Regions from separate parts of the Mus musculus genome. Here region 2 is linked to region 1. A link is a contact called in public promoter capture Hi-C data. All regions are on one chromosome and are shown on one strand. Each heading gives the region's core, a stretch centred on a gene start, on an enhancer-like site or on the middle of the called end of the contact. The rest is flanking DNA. Distances are from core to core; before and after follow the strand shown. Region 1 holds the start of Tnk2os (tyrosine kinase, non-receptor 2, opposite strand). Region 2 holds the start of Lmln (leishmanolysin-like (metallopeptidase M8 family)).

Evidence for each region. Promoter capture Hi-C pulls out the DNA fragments that hold promoters and counts their contacts.
Region 2: a promoter capture Hi-C map of erythroid cells shows a contact between it and region 1, with 5 times the contacts expected there. The contact joins the promoter of Lmln here to the promoter of Tnk2os in region 1. A contact is called at or near these places in 1 of 39 promoter capture datasets (erythroid cells), 5 of 115 datasets of contacts at active chromatin or transcription factors (effector CD8 T cells, embryonic stem cells, extraembryonic endoderm stem cells and 1 more) and 1 of 9 other capture datasets (liver).

What each region holds. Positions count from the first base shown.
Region 1 is chr16:32,666,694-32,670,104 of GRCm38.p6, reverse strand. Tnk2os (tyrosine kinase, non-receptor 2, opposite strand) reads left to right here and starts at 1,908. Exons shown (of 3, transcript NR_033493.1): 1 at 1,908-2,150; 2 at 3,405-3,411. It overlaps Tnk2 (tyrosine kinase, non-receptor, 2), which reads right to left. Exons shown (of 16, transcript NM_016788.3): 4 at 1,663-1,884; 5 at 566-718; 6 at 1-152.
Region 2 is chr16:33,060,834-33,064,244 of GRCm38.p6, reverse strand. Lmln (leishmanolysin-like (metallopeptidase M8 family)) reads right to left here and starts at 1,724. Exons shown (of 17, transcript NM_172823.2): 1 at 1,511-1,724. The coding sequence starts at 1,696.

The DNA of each region.
Region 1 (3,411 bases), core at 659-3,158:
GCCAGATCCCGGTGAATGAAGCGCTTGGACTCCAGGTAGGCCATACCCTCAGCCACCTGCACAGCGTAGCGACTCAGCGTCCCCAAGAGGAAATGACCTTGGTGTTTACGTAGGCGGTCCAACAAAGATCCCAGAGGTGCCAGCTCTGTCACCTGAGGCCACACAGAAGACAGACAGGATAAATCCGGTAGATCGATGCCACTCTCTCAAAGGCAAAGTTCCCAGTCTCTTTCTGGAGGTCGACCATAGCTCCAATGAACGAACTCCATGTTCGTTTCTGACCTGTCCCTTCAGTCACCCCCAAGAATCTAAACCCCAGAATAAAGCATTCCAAAGAGGCCCAGGCTAAAAACTCCAAAGATAACTCATGTCAAGGGCCAGCCATTCCTATGGGCACATCTTGCCAGTGAGCAGTAGAAAATCCAGAGATGACAGCACTAGGCAGTACCCTGGTAAACCCCTTTGCCACTTGTGGCGGGAAACTGGAGCAGGCAGGAGGAAGAGTGCGTCTGGGAGCCCAGACTGCAGGTAGCCCTCTGGCCTTCCCTCCCACCCAGCCACTCACCATCTTCATGGGTAGTGTGAGCACCACACCATACAAGCGAATGAGGTTTCGGTGGTCTAGTGAATGCATGGCATTGACCTCCCGGATGAAGTCGTCCATGGCCTCTGGCTGGCTCAGCACGTCAGGCTTCAGGCACTTGACGGCCACACTCACCTGCCCAGTGCAGGATTAGCAGGGCGTTAGACCTTCATGGTTCCCAACACTGAGCTAACTGCACCTTCCAACTCAGAGTAAAGCCCCTTGCGTCAGACCTGTTCATCTGAGTGCACAAGCATGCCATCAGTTTATATCCTACATCCTCTGCACTGCAAGAGGGTGGCAGCTGACTGACCTCTAAAGGTCACTAAATGTGGGCCTCTTCTTTCTGGGCAAATTCCCAAATTAGCAGTGACAATAAATTAAGAGATGAGCAATATAAAGACAGAACAATAATATAGTTGAACTATAATGCCATAATCTATGGATGCCCCCCACCTTGGAAAAAGGGGTGCTGAGTGGCCAGGGCTTGACAAATCCTGCTGGGTGCTAGCAATATTAATATACTGTCTGGGAAGTGCATCTGGCCCTATATATTTACAATAATCTGTATCCCCCCACACCCCATACGTGTATGTTTGTGTGTGGTTATCCACTAGGGAGTTTTAATTAAGAGAAAAAAGGCTATGACTTAAATATGTAAATCTAATTTCTATCTTAGTGATGAGACATAGCTCAGTGGCACAGCACTTGCTTCAAAGCTGATCCAAGACCATGAAGGAAGGAAAGGATAAAGGGACAGAAAATACTTTGTCACTGCAGGTTCAAAGCCACCCTGGTCTACCCAAGATGCTGTCTCACAACAAATCCCTGCAGGGGTTGGGGTGGCAGGAGGGGGCGCTGCAGCCCTGCCTCAGCCGGGCAGTGGGAGCTGCAGGCCTTTGCCTTTCATTTTTCCGTGTCCAATCTTTCATAGTAAGCAAACTATCTTTAGACTTGAAAAAAAGAAATCACTGTGCTCAGTTAAACCTGAACATGGCTCAAAAGGTGAGTACTTTCACAACTGTCCCTAGTCACTTGTCGCCTGACAGAAGGGGAGAGGTGCCCACCCCAGAGCTCACCGTCTTCCCTGCGGGGGCGTCCCATTCACCCCTGCGCACCACGCCAAAGGAGCCATCCCCCAGCTTCTCCAGCAGGCGTAGGTCTTTCTCCCCAATGAGGCAGGTGAGGCTCTGCAGGGTCCCCTCCCCTGGCAGGCTCCCTGGGGTGGGGGAGGGCTTCCGGAAGGTGCTCTGAGAGTGCTGGGAAGGGAACTCGGCCTCCAACCGCTTTCCACTGAACACCTGTTTGAAAGCAGCCAGAAGCCAGATGGAACCCAGGGCCCCAGAGGCACTCAGTCCCACCCTACTGGTAAGCCTCAGACAGCTCCTGGCTTTGCCAAGCTGCCAGGGGCAGCCTGTTAAAGGCACACACTTCTAGCGTACACCCTAACGGGGAACCCACAGCTGAAGCCTCAGGGTAGTCGTCAAAAACAGATGAAGATGCTGCTTGTGGATGAAGTTAACCCCAAAACGGTCTGTGAAGACAGAGATAGCCCAAAGCCCTCCAGGTACACCCCCAAGCCCCAGCCCTGGCAGCCCTGGCCTTCAGCTCCTCCCCATCTTACCCTTCCCTTCCTGAACCTCCTAAACGGCACAGCCTCTTGCCCCTAGCATACAAAGAGAGGGTAGGAGCCCGAGGGGCCCTCCAAACACCTCCCTGTCCATTTTTAGCCCTGGCCCCTTCTCTGGGTTAACCATTTGGCACTGTCTGTCTCTATCCTCCCTGGGGAGTCGGCTGCCCTTCATCCTGCCCAGGGGAGAAGATAATTTTAGTCTGAGGTTGACCCATGAGTATGTGTTATGTGTGTGTATGTAGTGCAAATGAAGCCAGTCTTTGCTGGAGAAGGGCCTGGAAAGACAGCTGGATTTCTGGAGGGGCGCCTAGAGCCAAGGGCTGAGAAGGAAGGAAGACTAGAGGGGTCTCCAAGGCCTGTTTTGGAGAAAGAAGGGCCAAAGGTCAAGAGACAGGAAGAGGGGGGCTATGAAGGAACTCACCTGGCCATGCAATCTGACTTGGCCCCTCCACTGGGCATCTAAAGCTCTAGTGCCAGGCTACAGACTCTTCTCGTTGCCCTCAGAGCTGGCCAACCTTACCCGTGTGTGCTGAGTGATAGGTTCTTTCTCCCCAGCTGGTGAAGTGAGCCAACTCAAGCCACATTAGAGTGGTCATGGGGAAAGTGGGGGTATGGGCGGAAAAGAGAAAGAAAGAGAGGGTGTGCACAGAGAGAAGAAAGGGGCGGGAGGGAGAGAAGGAGATAGACAGACAGACAGAAAGAGTCAGAGAGAGATGGAAATGTCTGGGTTACTAGGGAAGAGCCTCTGGGAGAAGGGCAGCCCCTGGGCTGGAAAGTTCTGAGTTGGGGGTGGGGGGTGGGGCGGGCAGAGTATGCCAGGTAGGGACTGAGGGATGCTGGGAGACCCTGGAGGCCAGGTCTGCTTTGGTATGTAAAATATGCCCCTCAGCCCCTTGTCCCGAAATCAAACACTAAGGGCAGCTCAAATCTGAGGACCTGTTTGGACTTTGTCCCCTCCTCCCAGTATTTTCCTAATATTTGCCAATAAGTTCAATTTACAAGATCTACTTTCGCCACTGCAGCCACGAGGCCCTTTGCACAGTCCTACATGGTAAGCTGGGTAATGGAGCCAATGCTGGTTTACCAAAGACATGACAATTTTAGAAAGGACCACTGATCACCCAGAGACCTACTATGAACTGGGGTAAGATCCAAAATTCCCACACTGCTTTTCTCTATTGTCAATAGGTCGCCA
Region 2 (3,411 bases), core at 475-2,974, 390 kb before region 1:
CTATTTAAAACCAGTTCCACTTGAAGCCAAATGTGGTAATCCACCCCTATAATACCAAGACTTGGGAAATGAAGGCAAGTAGAGGCTACAGAGTGAGTTCCATGCCAGCCCGGGCCTCAGGAGACCCTGATTCAGAAAACAAAACGACTAAAGAATACTAGTTGAAGGCACTAGAGGAGAAAAGACACAGCTTGCAAGGTCTGCTTTTGAAATACAGGAACGGTGCCTCTGACTTGTAAGGCCCCCTTTTCCCAGGGGTTTTGTGCAGGAGGCAGAACACAGAGCATTACGGGCTTAATGAGAACACATGTTCAGACCTTACAGTAGCACAAGGTAACGGGGAGAAAGACTGCGAGGGGGAGGCTCACAGTGGCCACTACCTAATGAAAACTTAACAGTTACGAGACCCAGCAGAAGAATGTGATGTGTGCTGAGGGAAGAGAGCAGGGAGCAGAAACCACCTCTTCAGCCCTGAATTGAAGCAACTCCCTTAATGCGACTGTCATGTGCTCACTGGGCTTACAGGGAAATGAGCGTATAATAAGGTGTCGAGGAAGGCTAGCAATAACAGAAAGAACCAAACGAGGGGGAGGGGTGTGTGTGTGTGTGTGTGTTAAAAGAACACCAACAAAACAAAAAGCTCACTGGAGAGGATAAACGATGAGCAGAGCCAGAAGTGATATCATACTTCTACAACCCCAGCACTCTGGAAACTGAGGCAGAAGGATCTCAAATTCCAGGCCAGCCTGAGCTACACAGTAAGTTCAAGGCCAGTCTGAACACTGCAAGGCAAGGCTGAAAGCTACGCGTAGCACAGAAGAGAACCTGGTTCAATGCCAGAATACAGATAAGGCCTCCAGACGAAATGGGAAGAACGCTCTACTGGGGAGGTTTTGGTAGGCAGATCTGAGTGAACCGAGACTACAAGAATTTATAAAGACTGAGAGAGAGTTGAGGTGAAAGGAGGTGCAGACTTTACAGAGCAGAGGGGATGGGATAAAGGCAGCAAAGCCATAACTAACTAGAAAACGAATCCTGAACTTTGGTCTCCTGAGTTTTCTCAGTAGTAGCCTTCCTACCAACAGCTCTGTCTGGTTCTCCCTTCAACTGTTTCTCAAGTCTTCGGATAAGAGGTTCTCGGTGTGGTGCTTAAGTAAGCAGCATCAGTATCTAGGAATCCGAATTGTGGGGATGCATGCCAGAGCTCCTGAGTCAGAAAGTGGGGGGAGCGGGGCGGCAATCTGTTCTAACAAGCGCTTCGATTATTCTGATGCTCGTCCAAGTTTGTGGTACTACTGGCTAAGCGGAACGGGAGGGGACAAGTGCCTAACTCAGCTGCTCTGCAGGCAGCAGGGGCTGACGGCGGGTCCCGCGGGTCCGGCGGGTCCTGCGGGTCGGGCGAGGGCTTTCTCCTGCAGAGCACCTGCAGTCCGCCATCCGGGACGCCACACCCTCCACGTTACTCCAGCCACTCCCTCGCCCGGCCCGTTCGCGCCCCGCTTCGCCCTACCTCAGTGTCCGAAAGGACGTGATGGCGACACGGAGGCGAAGTGCCCAGGGAGACGGGAGCAGCTCCGGCACCGGCCGGGAGCCCGCCCAGCACAAGCAGGACGCCTCGCACCCACAGGCAGCCGCCCCAGCGGCCTCGCGGCCCTGGTCCCGGGCCGCCCGCTCCTCCAGACCCAGCGGCCGCCATCTTCGGGCCGGCGTCGTTACCATGGAGTGCGACGCCTCCTCGCCGCCGCCCGCCCTCGCCGCGGACAGGTGGCGGGCCGTAAGCCGCCTCGCCATTGGCCGGCATTACGCCGGGTCCGGCGGAGGACGAGGGCAGCGGCGACCGCGGCGACGCGCGGAGCTGGCCAATGAGCGCCGCGGGGCAGCCCACGTGAACTGAGCTGTGGGAACCCTGGGCTAGCGGGGATTAGTGCAAAGCGGTCGGGCGTGCGGAGCGGCGCATTCAGAAGCTGCTGCTGCCACTTCATTCCGTAGCAGCTAAGCGCTCGGCCCACAGCTGGTCCTGTGAACCAGACCCTTCAGTCCACTCCAGCACCATCACGTAACTACCAAAGCTATTTGGACAGCCAACTAGGGTTATGGTACATATGTGACAGCTTGTCTACCCACTACACAGGGAAAGTTAGAGAGCCCCGAGCTACAAGGTTGAAGTCTGCGCAAAGGTCACTTGCCATAGCATGTGTAAGTCATTCCTTATACCTTAAAGGAGTCTCAACCTTTCTCTGCTTACCGCAAATACTTAATTCCCAACATTGGCTCAACTTTGTAAACATAACTATTCAGCTTCCAAAGCCCATCCCGCCTCTTTTTTGTTGTTGTTACTGGGTTTCTCTGTGTATCCCTGGCTGTCCTGGAACTCACTCTTGTAGACCAGGTTGGTCTCGAACTCAGAAATTTGCCTGCCTCTGCCTCCCAATTGCTGGGATTAAAGGCGTGTCACCACTGCTGGGCTTCCTAACTACTTTAAAGATGGAATTCTAGAAATTGTTTAAAGCAGCACTTATTGTCCATTCAATTTCAGTTCTCAAAATTGCAAACCCCACCTCAGTTTATGGTGATTTGTCAAGATAGATCTGACACCCTCTTCTGTATCTAAAGACTACAGTGTACTTACATATAAATCTTTTAAAAAAAAAAAATCCCGCCGGGCGTGGCAGTGTACTTACATATAAATCTTTTAAAAAAAAAAATCCCGCCGGGCGTGGTGGCGCACGCCTTTAATCTCAGCACTCGGGAGGCTGAGGTAGGTGGATTTCTGAGTTCAAGGCCAGCCTGGTCTACAGAGTGAGTTCCAGGACAGCCAGGGCTATACAGAGAAACCCTGTCTCGAAGAAAAAAAAAAAAAAAATCCCAGCGGAGTACCTAAGACCCCTGTGCCGCTCCTTTCAGACACCTAACCTTTCCAGTGGTCACTGCTGACCACATAACTGACACACAAGTAGCTTTTGGGGAAAACAATTTAGATTATAATAAATCCAAGACTGACACCCCTAAAAAGTAGTTTCCAATATTAAGTACATAGGAATCTAGTGAGCTAACCTAGTTGCTCTTTATTACTCCTTTGGAGACCACTCACAACCCAGCAAGGAACACTTTTCCAAAAGTACAACTTGCAATGCCAACTTCGCTTTGAACTAACCAACCTTTCTGGGAACTGCCTTGTGCCCTCTGATGCAGTTTTCCCCGCAATAGTTGCAGTACCATCATCTTGGTGGAAAGGACTCAACCATTTTTTGGGGTGTGGGGGTACCTCACTATAGACCAGGCTGGCCTTTAACTCAAGAGATTTGACCACCACTGCCTGGCCATTTCTTTAATAGCTCAGGCTCTGTAGCACAGTCCAGTCTAAATTGGTTAATAAAAGAACTTGTTAGCAACCTAAATATGCCTTATTTC